2 separate regions of the Mus musculus genome follow, and region 2 is linked to region 1. The links are chromatin contacts, called in public HiChIP or PLAC-seq maps. All regions are on one chromosome and are shown on one strand. The core of a region is the stretch at or near the end of the contact, and the rest is flanking DNA. Distances in the headings are between cores, read along the strand shown.

The links. HiChIP or PLAC-seq counts read pairs in DNA pulled down with a chosen protein or histone mark.
Region 2: an H3K27ac HiChIP or PLAC-seq map of heart atrium shows a contact between it and region 1, with 15 read pairs. The contact joins the enhancer-like site here to the promoter of Zfp366 in region 1. A contact is called at or near these places in 5 of 39 promoter capture datasets (Sertoli cells, embryonic stem cells, hippocampal neurons and 1 more), 10 of 484 Hi-C or Micro-C datasets (the HL-1 cell line, the N1E-115 cell line, Th1 cells and 5 more), 3 of 115 datasets of contacts at active chromatin or transcription factors (embryonic stem cells, heart atrium and neural progenitor cells) and 3 of 9 other capture datasets (adipose tissue, liver and pancreatic islet).

What each region holds. Positions count from the first base shown.
Region 1 is chr13:99,182,828-99,190,098 of GRCm38.p6, reverse strand. It overlaps Zfp366 (zinc finger protein 366), which reads right to left and starts at 5,276. Exons shown (of 5, transcript NM_001004149.1): 1 at 5,235-5,276.
Region 2 is chr13:99,250,936-99,258,206 of GRCm38.p6, reverse strand. No RefSeq gene overlaps it. Among named protein-coding and RNA genes, the nearest start is that of Zfp366, 70 kb to the right of the region's middle. Within about 2 kb of position 3,271, at least 9 of the 459 cell types and tissues checked have an H3K27ac peak or open chromatin away from gene starts, as enhancers often do. A contact at or near this core is called in adipose tissue and heart atrium, where this site is marked.

The DNA of each region.
Region 1 (7,271 bases), core at 4,027-6,526:
CCCTTTGCTGCCCCACCCCGACTCCTGCTGTCTTCCAGAACTAGGGCTCTGCCCTGAGTGACTTTGATCTTGGCACCTAAAACACACTAGAAAGCAACACCCTGGACTGGAGCTCTCTGAGGGTTGGGATCTTTGGGAAGGAGTCTGTTTGCTCGTTGATTCCACAACATGCACGTCAAATATTGCTCTGAGCTGAGCAGAAGAGAGACTGATCTAGCAATGCTGCTGTTAATGGACAGTCCTATTGTCTTAGACAGGGTCACAGCTAACAGATGGTTTTGTAATGCTGAAACAGGGCCCTGCATCACCCCGTGTGCAGGAAGTGAACCCTCTACACTGGTGCTGCCTGGATTAGAACATGTAGCAGAATCATATGGAACAGTGATTTGGGGTTTAATGGATAGAAGAGACCAGCAGGTCTGGGATAGGGCCTGAGGTTTCATTTTCCTGACAGGTTTTTTAGGTGATGTCCTGCTGAAGATCTTTGGGTCACACTTGTGGTGTCCTGCCTGAAAGAGTGTGCCAATGTTTAAGGTCTGCCAGCTACAGATGCCCTTCCTGTCTTAGTGAGGAAGCTGAATCCAAGTGACATCATCTTGGGGGAAACTCTCAGGTAGAAGATGAAAGAGCAAGACCCCTGTCACCTACATCAGGATGCTCTGAGGCACGTGGAGCATTGAGCAGGTCCCAAACCTGGTCAGAACTCTGCCACACATATAATCTCTGGTTTCATCAGTCCCTGACTTGGTACCCACACACACAGAGAAGGAGGGCAACACAGGGCCATAATATATAAAAGAAAACAGGTGAGTAAACCAGAGTGGCCTTTGTGTGTGGCCCTGCGCCTAAGGAGACAGGATTCATCAACATAGACAGACAGAGCTTTGACGGGCCTTACTACAATAGTAGAAACCCTGGCGCTGTTGTCAAATATTATGAATATCACCCACAATCCCAACTTGCTGTCAAGCATTTGTATTTACCACTCTAAATTTACCAAATACATGTGAGGCCGGCACCAGCCAATTTTGCCTGTCTTAACAGGTTTTAATGAAGTGAAGTGCAGTCCACAAGGGTCTCCCACTTCTCTCCTGAGTTCGCCCCATAGTGTGCTGTGCTCTGTCAGCTGTGGTCCTCTTTTAATTTGCATGCAAAGCCTTGCCTTCGATATTCACAAGAGTGTTGCCTTCATTCCCTCAAGGCTGAATCCTGCCTCATAGCTCTTCAGCCAAGGGAAAACAAATACTCATTCTTTCTCTTGCCAAAAACAATTTGCTCACCCGTCATCTGCCCAGAAGACGAATGGAATATGAGATGCAGCCAATAGTCTCTCCGTGAATCTCTCTGATAAGTCTTTATCTCCCATGAGCAAATAGGTGGGTTACCTGCCAGTTTGACCCTTTAATACACTCTCGGCAGCCCCATACGTTACAGTAGAACAAACTCACAGGATGCCAGTCAGCTCGAGTGTAGAACTGCCAAGCCGGCAGTGTGGGACTGGCTCGACCTTCCCTTGGCCCAAAGCTTGACCTGTTTTTTGTCCTCCCTTAACTAATTAATTGCTTCATTTGGTGTCATATAAAGAGAGCTCACTCCACTGGACAGCCCATTCGTTTATAATTCATCTATTCAACAAATATTCTTTTTCATCATTGTATGCTATGTGCTATTCTAGGTCCTGATATGACAATAGACAAGCTGGTCCCTCTCTGTGGTTCTCACCTACTCTCATCATTGACTTTATCCAACCCTGTCATTCTCCACAGAGAGATCAGAGGTCCAAGCAAGTAAAGAAATCCGGTAAGGTATCGGTCAGGGAGTACAGAGCTGGATCAGAACACATATGGTCTGACTTCCAATCTGGCCTTTTTCTCCGCACCACCCCACATTGAAAGGCACTTTTTGCACAGTGGGGTGGGGTGCCCAGCTTGAATTTGTGCTTCTTAGGTTGGTGTCCGAATCAGTCTCCATTGTATCAGAGCCTTTACTCTAAAGCAAGGGTCTCAGGAGCTTGGGCTCTGGGTGGTAGAGTCCAGCTCTGGGTGGTGGAGTCCGGCTCGTTTGGTGTTGCCTGTTCTGTTTTTGGAACGTGGAGGGAAGTTTGGGAGCTAAATAAAAGTATCATTTTTATTTGATGAGCTAACAGACTTGCTGGTGGTGAAGTTGAGAGAGAGAGACAGAGAGAGAGAGAGAGAGAGAGAGAAACAACAGTTGGTTCACACACACCTCCTCCCCAACCCAGTGCACACATCCGTGGCTGACACCTTGCTACTGATGAATCTGGGGGTGAGAGCTCGATGCTGGATGGTTAGGAAGAGGGAACAGCACCTTATGTCACTTCCACTTGCTCTTCTCCCCCTGTAAGTTGTGGCATGGCCACCATCGTCTACAGTCCTGCACAGTCAGGGAAGAGGTCACGGCAGTGAAAACCATGAACATGGGGAAGTGGGTGGGAGGAAGTACCGATGTCCGTAGCATCTTTCAGCTCTCTTCCCACGTGCATCCCAGGACAGAAGTGTGGTCCTAAAGGAAGCCTTTCCCAACAGTGGAGGCTGGAGTGCCGCTGTCACTACATGCAGCTAAGGTCCACCGCACCTGTGCCTTCAAGACGGATGGACATGAGCATGTCCAACAATACCGGGCTTTTGTGTCATGTGATTTCAAGGCTCGGAATATGCGTATTCAGTGTGTGCCCGACTTGAAAATTATAAGGAATGATTTCTTCTGATAGATCGTTGGTATAGTATCAAGAATAAATACATGACAAAATTTTAGTCTATTTTCTCAATTTGTCAAAACCCAGGCCAACCACCTAAGTATTAATATATGAGTCTGAAAAAGATCTGACAGTGGCTGACTCCTGCGAGTTCCCTAGTATTGTGCTAGCTGCTTCCTAGCTGTGGTTTCACTTCATCCTCAGAATATATTGTATGAAAGCAGTTTTACATTTGGGAGACACAGACTTAGCTTAGAGACCCGATCCAAACCCCTGTCCCCATCAGTAAATGACAAATTTGAAACTCTAGCTCAGCTTGTTTCGCTGTGTCCCATCCGTTTTACACTCTTCTTGTTCTGACTTGAGTCATGCATGCTCACACAGCCCTGTGGGAGACAGAGCATGCATGATGTGATCTAAGCAATACTTAACCGAGCGTGGGGCAGAGACTGGTAGAAGAACATGTGCCTAGCACACATCCTAAGTTCAACTGTTAGCACCCTGCAAATGCAGATGACACGTTGGTAATTTAGCTGTTGGTACCATTTTGGCATAAAATTAATTAGTGAACTATTGTATGAGCAAGGCTCTGGATCATTCCAAACTGGAATTTCCCATGCTATCAAAAAGGAGCCCATGATGTCCCTAGAGAAGAATCACTCTGGAAATTTCCACAAATGTCAACTCGCTCTTTGGAGCTGAGGAAAAGATAGATTGTGTAGCAGTGGCCTAGGCTAATGTCAGTGAAGGATTTTTTTTTTCCTGAACCTCACCCCCACCCCCACAGTATCCAGCAGCCATCCTGGCAATGACCTCATGACTCTCAGCTCCTTAGTCTTGGCCCCCAGGAAGGACCACAGCAAACATAGTCTCCCCGCTTTTACCTGACTTATCCTTAGAGTGGCCCTGAAGCTGTTTGTCCCCCATCGCATCCATCGTGCATGGCATTAATAATATCAGGAGAAATGAAAGCGAAAGGAGTCAAGCAGGATTGTGTGCCACCCGGCATCTCTCCTGGGGTCGCAATTGGCCAGTACTAATACAAAATGCCCGAGAACATCCGTCCTGGACGCTGCTGCCCTGGGGATGCATGGGGATGTGGTGGCTGGGGCAGGTGAGGGAAGAGCCAGGCACCTCAGGCCACCAAGGTTACACTTGGTTGCATCCTTAAGGGGCAACTGCTAATCCTGTCTCTTCCATGTACATTGTATTATGGGGATTCTAGGGAAAGTCTCTTTTTAAAAAATAAATAACAAACCTACATTAATCATCCAGATCTACTAGACTGTCTCATCTTCATTAAGGTGACAGCTCAGTTTCAAATAAAGATTAATTACGCGATTGTGGTTAAAACATGATCTGGCCAAATTAATTTCAAAATGTCGAACTACTTTTACTATGCTGCTCATACCCTGAGGATTTCAACCCGTCTATACCATAGGAATGAATGGTTTGAGAAGCACGCATGGCCACTGCCTTCTACCCATCCAGCACCTCACTGGATTAAATTATTAATAGCAGCCGTGCCCCAGTCTTGGCTTGACCTTGCTAACCTATTTTTGACAACGTGATGCCGGCTCCCTCTTGGCTTGCCATAACAACTTCTTGGTAACATTACCCTCTCTGTCAAACGCAATGGAAGCAACTCGGACGTTTAACCGCTGCTGGCATAGTGTCTATATGAGCCTGACTACCTTGCCGTGTTCTATTTGGTGCTTTAGAACAGCAGGCTCTGGGTGACTGTTTTTCAATTGCATCTGTGGCTTAGCTTTTCATTCTTCCTGACACAAGCAATCAATCTAAATCCTCCAGTCCAGTCACACACTGATTTCCAAAACTGAAGTCAATGCCCTCGTATCCCTGCCTTCTTCTGTGTGGCGCATGACACTCCGAGTTGACAGTGGACAGTACATTTACATTTAACCCACATGGGGCACCTTTCTCCCAAATCTCCCACACACAGCACTATTCCAAAGAGGTATTCCCTCCCTTTCCCTCCTACTTCAGGGACAGAGCAACAGCCATGCATGAACAGTTCACTTTGGGGAGGTGAACTACAGAATGGAAACAAACAAACAAACAAAAATCAGAAGAAAGACACTTCAAGGCAGACAATAAATATACCAAAACTCCATGAGCAAATCACAATTCTCAACAGACACCCTGAGAGGGCTCTCAGAATGCAGTCCTGGGAGCAGTGACCCCTCCAGTGGGGCACACCACATGTCCCAATGGTTCCTAGTAAACTCAAGTTGCCTATGACAAAACAATTCAAATTTAACACAGCGACCTCCTCAGCCCCAACACAATTCCATTTCCACTCCTGGCAAGCCTCAGCTCTGCAAAGCATTAATATTCTCCTCTGCAACGAGGCATGAGCTTACACTCTAGGCCACCCATCAGTCACACCTTTTGATTAAAGAGCAGCCCAGGGAGGTGGTTTCTGTGGAAGATGCCCAGTCAGTCTCCATCACAGGGACATTGAAATGAAGGTAGAAAGGAGTACATGGTCACTTACCAGCTCCTGAGGGCTGAGAGGCAGCAGCCCCCACCGCTTTACCTGGTCTCTGGCTGTCTCTGTCTTTCCCTCTCTCTCTCTCCCTCTTTCTCTTGTGTACCGATTGCAGGGAACTTAAAGGACTCGCAGGGACAGTGTTTCAAGTGACTTAAGAAGGAGAACAGGAACAATACCCCGTTCTCTTTTTCTCAGATGAGTACCTTCGGGAAGAAGGAAGGAAGGGAGGGGAGAGGGCGGAAGTCAACAACCCTTCGCTTTCCTGAAAAAAAATAAGGAAACAGAAGATAGACATCTCATTTTCTCTTAAACAAAATGTTGGAAGGGGAGGGGGAAGAAAGAAAGAAAGAAAATCTTTACAAAAACGAATTCCCCAGATATACTCTCTGCCCTGGGAGCTTTCAGGACATGAAAACCCCTGAGTGGCTCTGTCCTGTCCAAACAAACGCAGGCTCTCCTGGTTGCAGCCTCTGGTGTCTGCCTTACAGAACTGACACAGCCCAAAAGGAACAAATCATGTCGTGTCAACTCTGACTCTCAGTGAGGGAAAGTCTGGGCTGCTGGGCTAACCAAGAGGGAACCTGCAGCCTTTACCAAAGGGCACAGTGCCTGGCCACCCAGGCCTTCTGACTTTTCCTAGCTGCTTTGAAACCCCAGCACTGCTCCAGTTCCTCGCCTGGCTCTAGGTTCTTCAAGTTCCTCACAGTCAAACAGCAGATTTATGCAGTGCTCACTGGGCTCTGTGTGCTGGGCCAAGTCCGGTTCCATCTTTGCTGATGGACGAAAAAGGAAAAGAAGCCACTTAGTGTGGCGTTGCCAGCCACAGTTAATTCCGACTGTTGTTTACACTGTCCTGTCCTTCTTGGATGTAGTCACCTCAGGAGCACTGGAGGGAGGGTGCTAATTTGTTTTGAGAATATTGTGAACCATCTGAGGTCCTAGATAAATCAATCTCTGTTTCTGAAAGAGGAGGGGGAAAGCCGAGTGGGAGCAGAAGAATTGGGGTGAGCATCCTTTACTGAAGATGGGGCTGGGGCTCAGTGGACAAGCCTGGGCTCTTTGTGGGACACATGCACTGACAGAGGGAGCTGGGACCCAGTGGGCAAGCCTGGGCTCTGTGAAGGATGACTGCAGTGACAGAGGGAGCTGGGACCCAGTGGGCAAGCCTGGGCTCTGTGAAGGATGACTGCAGTGGCAGAGGGAGCTAGGGCTCAGTGGGCAAGCCTGGGCTCTTTAGGGAGATACATGCACTGACAGAGGGAGCTGGAGCCCGGTGGGCAAGCCTGGGCTCTGTGAGTGATGGCTTCATTGACAGAGGGAGCTGGGCCCAAATCATCTAATTAGCTTTGTGAATCTTGTACCCTCCATTCATTCAGTTGAGACCATTGTCACCACAAACAGGAACCAGCAGTTGTGTGGTTCTTTGTGGTGGCACAAGAAACATTGGTCATAAGCTGCTTCCTTGATTTACTCGATATTGAAAAAAAAATGAGGTGGAGATTATAAACCTCATGGATTGCCTCAGGAAAGGTGGGTTCACAGAAAGTGAGGCTTAGTTCAGAGTCCACTCTATGTTTTAACTGGGCACTATGGTCTACAACATTGAATGTTTGTCCCACATTTTCTGAGTATATGTTCATTGTTGTCTGTCTGCCTGCGTGCTTGTCTGTCTGAACGTGTGCAAGACCAGAGAAGCCATGTAAGAAGGCTGCTCTGAATGTTTATAAGAACTGGGCAGGCTTCATTCTTGACATGCATCTGACTCTGGCATCGAGACTTCTGCCATGAGTGGCCCTGTCCCCATAGGCAAGAGCACCAACAGCCAGCAAAACCAGCTCTGCCCTTCAGCCAAACTCACACAAAGCAGTGCAAATCAAACAACTCATCTGCCCCTGGGTCCTGTCCTGTGCTCTTGCCCTCTGCTGGCCTTCCTCTGCATCCTGCCTCTGCAGGGAGGGGAACTGGAAAGCCAGGGAAGCCAGAGGACACCAGAGAAGGAAGGTGGCCAGAATAGCAGAGGCCTTCAGAGGGGAGGCAACA
Region 2 (7,271 bases), core at 2,022-4,521, 70 kb before region 1:
CTGTTATTGTGCTGGTTTGGAGTCTAATCGTGGTATAAGGAGACATGGTTGGGTGTCAGGTCTCTAAGGAGTAGACTTGTGAAAGTTGCTTTTCATTGTCAACTTGTCAGTTTTTGGAATCACGTAGGAGCCACACCTCTGAGCTTGTGTTTGCAGAGATTAACTCAGGGAGAAGACCTATCTTCAAGGTGAGCAACGTCTTCTGATGGGCAGCCCAGCTCTGAGGGCGCTCCAGGGGAAAGGCAGCACATGCCTGCCTTGGCTGCTTTTTTCTGAATAAGGGCGTCTACCACTACTGTCATTATCTGTCATTCTCCACCGACATCACATTACCCCTCTTGACCCTTCCAACATGGACTTGATATAAGTGATTTCAAGGGGTTTTCAACCTACCAACATTGTGTTGGGTCTGCCGAGGCCCAGACTGAGGGTCTACTGGGTTCTCAGCCTCCAGTGTACAGATAGCTAATGTTCGAGTACCTAGTTCCTGTTATTTAAGGCAATTTAACACCCACCCCCACTCTGTCTTTCTCAAACTGTCTTTCTTTCTGTCTCTGTCTTTCTTGGACTGTCTGTCTTTCTCAGACTGTTTTTCTGTCTCTCTCTGTCTCTCTGTCTCTGTCTGTCTGTCTGTCTGCCTCTTTCTCAGACTATCTTTTTCAGATTTTCTCTCCCTCTTCCTTCCCCTCCCCCTCCTCTCTCTCTGTCTCTGTCTCTCTCCCTCTCTGTTTTTCTTGGACTTTCTCTCTGTCTCCCTTTCCCTCTCCCTCCCTCATCTCTGTCCCTTTAGAGAACCCTGTTTACTAGAGAGTTACAAAGTTTATCTTTAGGATGATACAATTTTCCTGGCAATGAATAGATGTGATAGCTATATGATATTGTGTGAATGTACTTAATGCCAGTAAAGTTTTCACTAGAAATGGTCAACAATACAGTCTGTGTAACTCAATACAAATCCATGGCAGTACCTGTGGTTATCGTAATTATACTCACAGTGTTGCGTCACTAAGCTGTCTCCTGATGGTACCCATTTTCCATAGCACAGAGCCAGGGGAAATGGACGGGCCAATTGTGCCTGGCACTTCGAGTACCTATCTTTCCCAACAGACTGGTGAGATGGAAGCCATTGAGCTCAGCATCTTCCTGTTGATCTGGACCTGGGGATAAGGTTTTGATGCCAATGTCTAGCTTCCAGTTTATGGCATAGTTTTTCCTTGTGGAACTGAGAGATGGAACCTACCTCTTGGCTCACTAGAATCATCTTCTATAATATTAAAATGAAGGATGAGAAGCAGAAGCCCGGCTTCATTCGTATAACCTCCCACTGTCTTACTGAGTTGCTAAAGATTTTGTTGAAAAAAAATATCTCTTATATTGTCCTAAGTCCCCTGGCCAGTTGCCAGATTTTGAATGATGTATCTGCAAAGTTTTTGCCTATCTTATTTGATGTTTGAGCAGTGCCAGTGTTTCTAGATTCCTCGTGCCTCTATTCTGGAACTTTTATGCACAGTTTGAATTCACCATGTTGAGGGGCTAAGGATGTATTGCTCAGTTGGGAGAGTGCTTGTGTAGCCCTGGATTTGATGCTAGCAGCACATCAACTGGGCATGGTAAAGCATGTCTGTAAGGTCAGCATTCGTTGGGTAGAGGCAGGAGGATCAGAAGTCTAAGGCCATCCTTGGCTGCATTCGAAAGTTCGAGACCCACCTGAGCTACGATAGATCCTGTCCCAGAAAGTTATCATAGTGGAAGGATGTATATTTTTGAGTGGCAGCATTTTGTGAGTTCCTCTTTGAGACTTCCGGGTAAGTTCATATTACCAATCTTACCATCTTCTGAAAATACCCCAGGGAGAATCAGAGTCAGTGGCTCTAAAACCTCATGGCCGGAGTAAAGCAAAACATTTGAGTACAGACCTGAGACCAAACGTACAGAGTTCCTGCAGCTACGTAGGAGATGACCAGTGCCAGGCACCCAAGCCCTTGACAGTCTAGGCAATTGTCTGTGTCTTCAGATCGGGGCTTAAGGTGTCTGCTAAGTGGCTTAGACTCTGTCATCTGTGGTCACTTCAGAGACATACGTCATTGCTTGATGAACGTTTATTGAACATCCTCTGGGAAGTGCCACTGCCACAAGCAGTTTTTAAAGTTCTGCCTAACCTTGTCTCCAGTTTTGCTTTTTCTTCCCATAAGAATTTTCTAGTTTTTAAAGTGTAAGGAAAGGCAATTGACTCATTCCTGTATGGATACCATCTTGCAAAGTGACAGCTAAGTGTTTTACATATTATTCTGACTTGAATAACCTGCCACTCTAAGTGCTGCCGTTTTCTCCGCTAGACTTGTTACAGGTTGGAAGGTAAGCTATCTGCACACCATAATAAGTACCACAGCGATTGTCTCTGCAAGTCTAGAATGATTAATTGGTTTTTACCTCATCTGTCCCTTCATTCCACAGAAAGTTGGAGATTGTTTTACTCTTACCACCTTCTAGAAGAAGAAACAAAGTCGTTTGCCAGCTTAATATGATGAATCGCTAACCTGGAAGCAATAGCTTTGTGATTCTTCCATATACCTCTTAATATACCCATCTATTTTCCTTATAAAGACCACTCATTTATTAAGATCCACTGTGTGAAGAGACTTACTACATAGGCCAAGCATCAGTTAAGAAGGATTCTACCTACAAATTCAGAACAGAGCCGCTCCCCCACCGTGCCTCTATCATTTGGTGGATAATTCAGCCAGTCTCTTACCCTGTCACCTGTCTTGCCTAGGGGCACTGTGAAGAGGAAACACTTCTGCTTGGAAGTGTTGTTTGAGCCAAGCTAAGAGGATGTTCTTGCATTTCTTTCATCAGGGAATGAAGATGGAGGGTGGAGGTGGGGAGGTGTTAGAGATGATAGACAAATGAGACCTTTGATTTGAGGTCATGGGCCCTACCCCTCCCCTGACACAGACATCCTATTTATCCCATGCTTCCCTGTGCAGATCACTTTGGTGGAGCATGACAATGCAGCAGACACACAAGGACTTTTCCCACATCATACTCCAAACACAGCCACTCTCCAGGGAACATAAGAGAAACTTTTGGGCTTCCACTTCCCCTCCATTTGTTTGAAGGATCAAGAGAACACAGCCCTCTTTCAACAAAAATTAAAAAAGGAAAATCATGAAAAGAGCCAGCCTCCTTTTTTCCTCTCCTTCCCCTTAATATATTGTTGCATCCAGGGAAGAGGAAGCTGTGAGCGCCACTGATACTGAGCCCCCAGGGAGCCCATAAGGGTCACACCCCAGCTACCACGGGGGCTTGTCTTCCTCCATTTGCAGCGGGGATTTGTAGTGCTGGGTGTGGAAGTTGCTTTTGGCTCTGCACTGATGTAAAACAAAGAAAACACACACACAAAAAGAAAAGAAAAAGAAATGTGTGTGATTGTGTATGTGATGTATGAGTGCGTATATGTGCAGTGTGTGTGTGTATGTGTGGTGTGTGTGCATGTGGTGTGTGGTATATGTATGTATGTGTATGTTGAGTGTATGCATGTGTGTGTGTGGTGTGGAGCATGTCTATATGAGAGAGAACTGGTGGGGGAGGGAGGGAGAGAGGAAGAGAGGGAGAGAGAGGGAGAGGGAGAGAGGGAGAGGGAGAAAGAGATAGAGAGATAGAGATAGAGAGAGAGAGAGAGATTCCAACAAAGCAGGTTGTGAGTGCACCTAGGTTCCATAGGGCAGAGAGTTCTTCAATGCAAGACTCTGGAGAAATATTTGATTAATCTTTAGCTATGTCCTGCTGGTCTCCACAGTCTGGCTCAGAACTGTGTGTTCCTTAAGGGTGGAGACAAATTCCTTCCACATGTTTTTGTTTTGGGTTTCTTCCTAAAGAAGGTGCCCAGGAACAATTGTCTCTGTGCCTTGTAACATAACAACACATGTTTATTCCCCATCTCACTAAGTAAGGTGTGCACTAGACCAAATTTTTTTTCATAGCTAGACTTTTAAGAGCTATTTTTTTAAATAAAAATATATTTGGGCCATGAGTTCTCTTTTAAGAATGAAAGTGTTTTTATGTACTTGTTGTATTGGCTGGATCAGAGGGAGCTTGGGGAGCCGGAGCGATAAAAGGGCTCTTCCTAGCATTACATAGTCTTAGTTCTTCCTAGCATTACATAGTCTTAGTTCTTCCTAGCATTACATAGTCTTAGTTCTTCCTAGCATTACATAGTCTTAGTTCTTCCTAGCATTACATAGTCTTAGAGTCTCAAACTCTGCTCTGACATCTCTTCCCACCACCTGTGCCTGTACAATTCTTGCCTGCTTCACTTTTCACCAACTGAAATCTAGACGAAAATAGAGAAACAGATAGACTTAATTCTGTACCATGCAGTACTTAGTAAGTGTGCCGCTCACCCACCAAGCAGAGAGCACGAGCACGCTGGGAGCCACAGACTCTAACTGATCCCTTTAGTCATTATGACAGGAAATGGACTTCACATCAAGGGGTGAGAAAAGTATGCATTTTAGTGTGTGTGTGTATGTGCGCATCCACACATGTGTATTTATATGTACACATGTGTGAAGGCTATTCATCATTAGGTGCTAGCTACCTCGTTTTTTTGAGACAGGGTTTTCTATTGGTCTGGCTTGGAGCTTACCAAGCTGCCTCATCTGGCTGGCCGTGGCCAGTGAGCACAGGGGATCCACTCCTCCCCTCCCCTCCCCTCCCCTCCTGCTCTGGAATTACAAGCACTACCACATCCAGATGGCTGTCCCAGCCCTGCCCCATGCATGGGCTCTGAACCATTAAACTTAAGTCTTCATGTTTGCAAGACAGGCGTTTTACCAACTGACACATCATCCCAGCCCACTTTTGGTTTTTGCTATTAAATTTTCCTTGAGTATAAGTCAAAGATCTCAGAGAGAGAGAGAGAGAGAGAGAGAGAGAGAGAGAGAGAGAGAGAGAGAGAGAGAGAGAATCAGATATCTATTTATGTAGCTCAGGCTGCCACTGAACTCTCTGCATCTTGCCCTAGTCTCATGAGTTCTGGGATTACAGATATGTGTAGTTGTACCCATCTTTAAATTCTTTGTTATCATGTTGTCCTAATAGTGAGTCACACAGGATATTAAAGCTGACTCTTGAGTATCTACCAGCATCCTTCTGGTTACCTTCCAAACCATCTCTTATGTGATAACTAAAATAAGTTTCAAAACTGTGAATATTATGTTCTTTGTTCCTTGACTTTTTATTTCACCCTCACACTGTATCACTATCCCAGTCCTCTGGCCATGACTTCCCTCTATCATGCTTTTTCATACTGCAGGACCTTTGCCCATGTGGTAAACACTACCTGGAAAGCCCTTCCTTGCTTATCCCCATGGCTGCCTTTCTGTCCTTCAGTTCTCAAGTTAAGTGTCATTTATTCAGAAGAGTAGTGGCTGCTTTAATACTGATTATCTATGATTTCATCACATGGCAGACACAGAACTGTAAGCCAAAGTAAACCCTCTTATCCTTAAGATGCTTGGTCACTGCAGTGGTTTAATAAGAATGGCCCTATATGCTCATGTATCTGAATGCTTTGTCACCAGGAAATGGCACTATTTGAAAGGATTAGAAGGATTAGGAGGTATGGATTTGTTGGGGGATGTATGTCGCTGGGGGTGGGTTCTGAGGTTTCAAAAGCCCATGCCAAGCCCAGAGTCTCTCTCTGTGCCTATGGATCAGGAGGTAGCTCTCAGCTACAGCTTCAGCAACTGCCTAAATGCTACCATGCTTCCCCCCCACCCATGATAAAAATGGACTAAACCTCTCAAACTATAAGCAAGCCCCCAGTGAAATGCTTTCTTTTGTAAAACTTGCCTTGGTTGTGGGGTCTCTTCACAGCAACACAAACAGAGATGAGAAAAGTAACTAAGTTAGAACATTTTTATCATGAAGTGGGGCTGTTGCTGGGAATATGTGGTTCTTTGAAGCTATCTGTAGAGGAATGTGTAAGAATGGGATAGAAAAGTCTCCCAATATTATCAGCGGAGATTTGCCATTGTGGTAGGACTTTGGACTATAAGTCTATTTGGAGAAATGCAGAAACTGGAGGCCCAGTTCATGAAGTTCCAGAGGGGTACAAAGACTCTATCCAGAACTGAGCTACAGGCTATTCTTGCTAACAATGCAATGGTATTCATTACCATCTGTCCAGGACAGCTATGAGGATGTATGTATGTGTGGAAATGAACAAAAGTAGGACAACCTTTGTTTCACACCCTAACACCTACCATGGGAGAGACATTCAGTGGCACAGCAGATCAAATGACCTTGCCAGTAGACATCAGCCTCTGACAATAGCTAATATGGTGCTGGAACAAAAAGGCACATTGCATGAAGCAGTCATGGGTACAGAGGTGGGGGGGGGGGACCTGCAGGGTTGGCATCCTGAATTGTAATGATCAGGGCCTAAGGAGTTGCTACCATTCCTGAATGGACCATCTGTGAAGAGTGATGCCAAGCTCCCCACATGAGCCCACTGCTTAAGAAGAACAACCAATCGTTGATGATTGGTTCATTCTTTATCCCAAAGAGACAGCAGGAACAGACCCAGATTCCTGCCTTAAGTTGTTCTTGCTACATGTAAGAACTTAGCCCATATTATTTTGCAAGTCGGTTATGGAGTATTTGTTCTGCTCACACACCATCACATCAAACCATGAGCTTGACTTTACACAGTAAATAAAATCAAGAGATGGGTCCACTGGCTGTATCACATGTATGATACCCACGACCGAATGTTCTCTGTAGTGCTTCTTAGAGGAAATAGTCTATGAGGACCAGGTACTATTCTTCAGTTTATTTGTGGGTCAAAAGCTTTTAAAGGTGTTACATACACAGTAGGAAGACTGAGTGTGTCCTGAGACGAGGTCTAGACTTTGAACCCTGACACATTGCAGGTAAAGGAGCTGGAATTTGCTTCACCTTCCTCTTTTAAGATTCCCTCTCGATAAAAAGCCTACCAGAACCTACCAGAGGAGGTCCATGGAGTTCTATAAAGTGAGATACAGAGAAGATGCCCCCAACCCTGGTTTTCCTCCAAGGAAGGACATGCAGCTGTTTGGAGAAAGCAGTTAGCAGTCAGTCCCCAGATGTGTACCCTGTAAGGTCAGTCCCAAGTACTGGGGTGTGCTCTTATCAGGGCAGCCCACCTCTGGTGCTGAGTGCGGGCTGAGAATAGCTGGAGTAATGGGGTAGGAGAGACCTAGATGTTCCTGACCAATCTGGTCCAA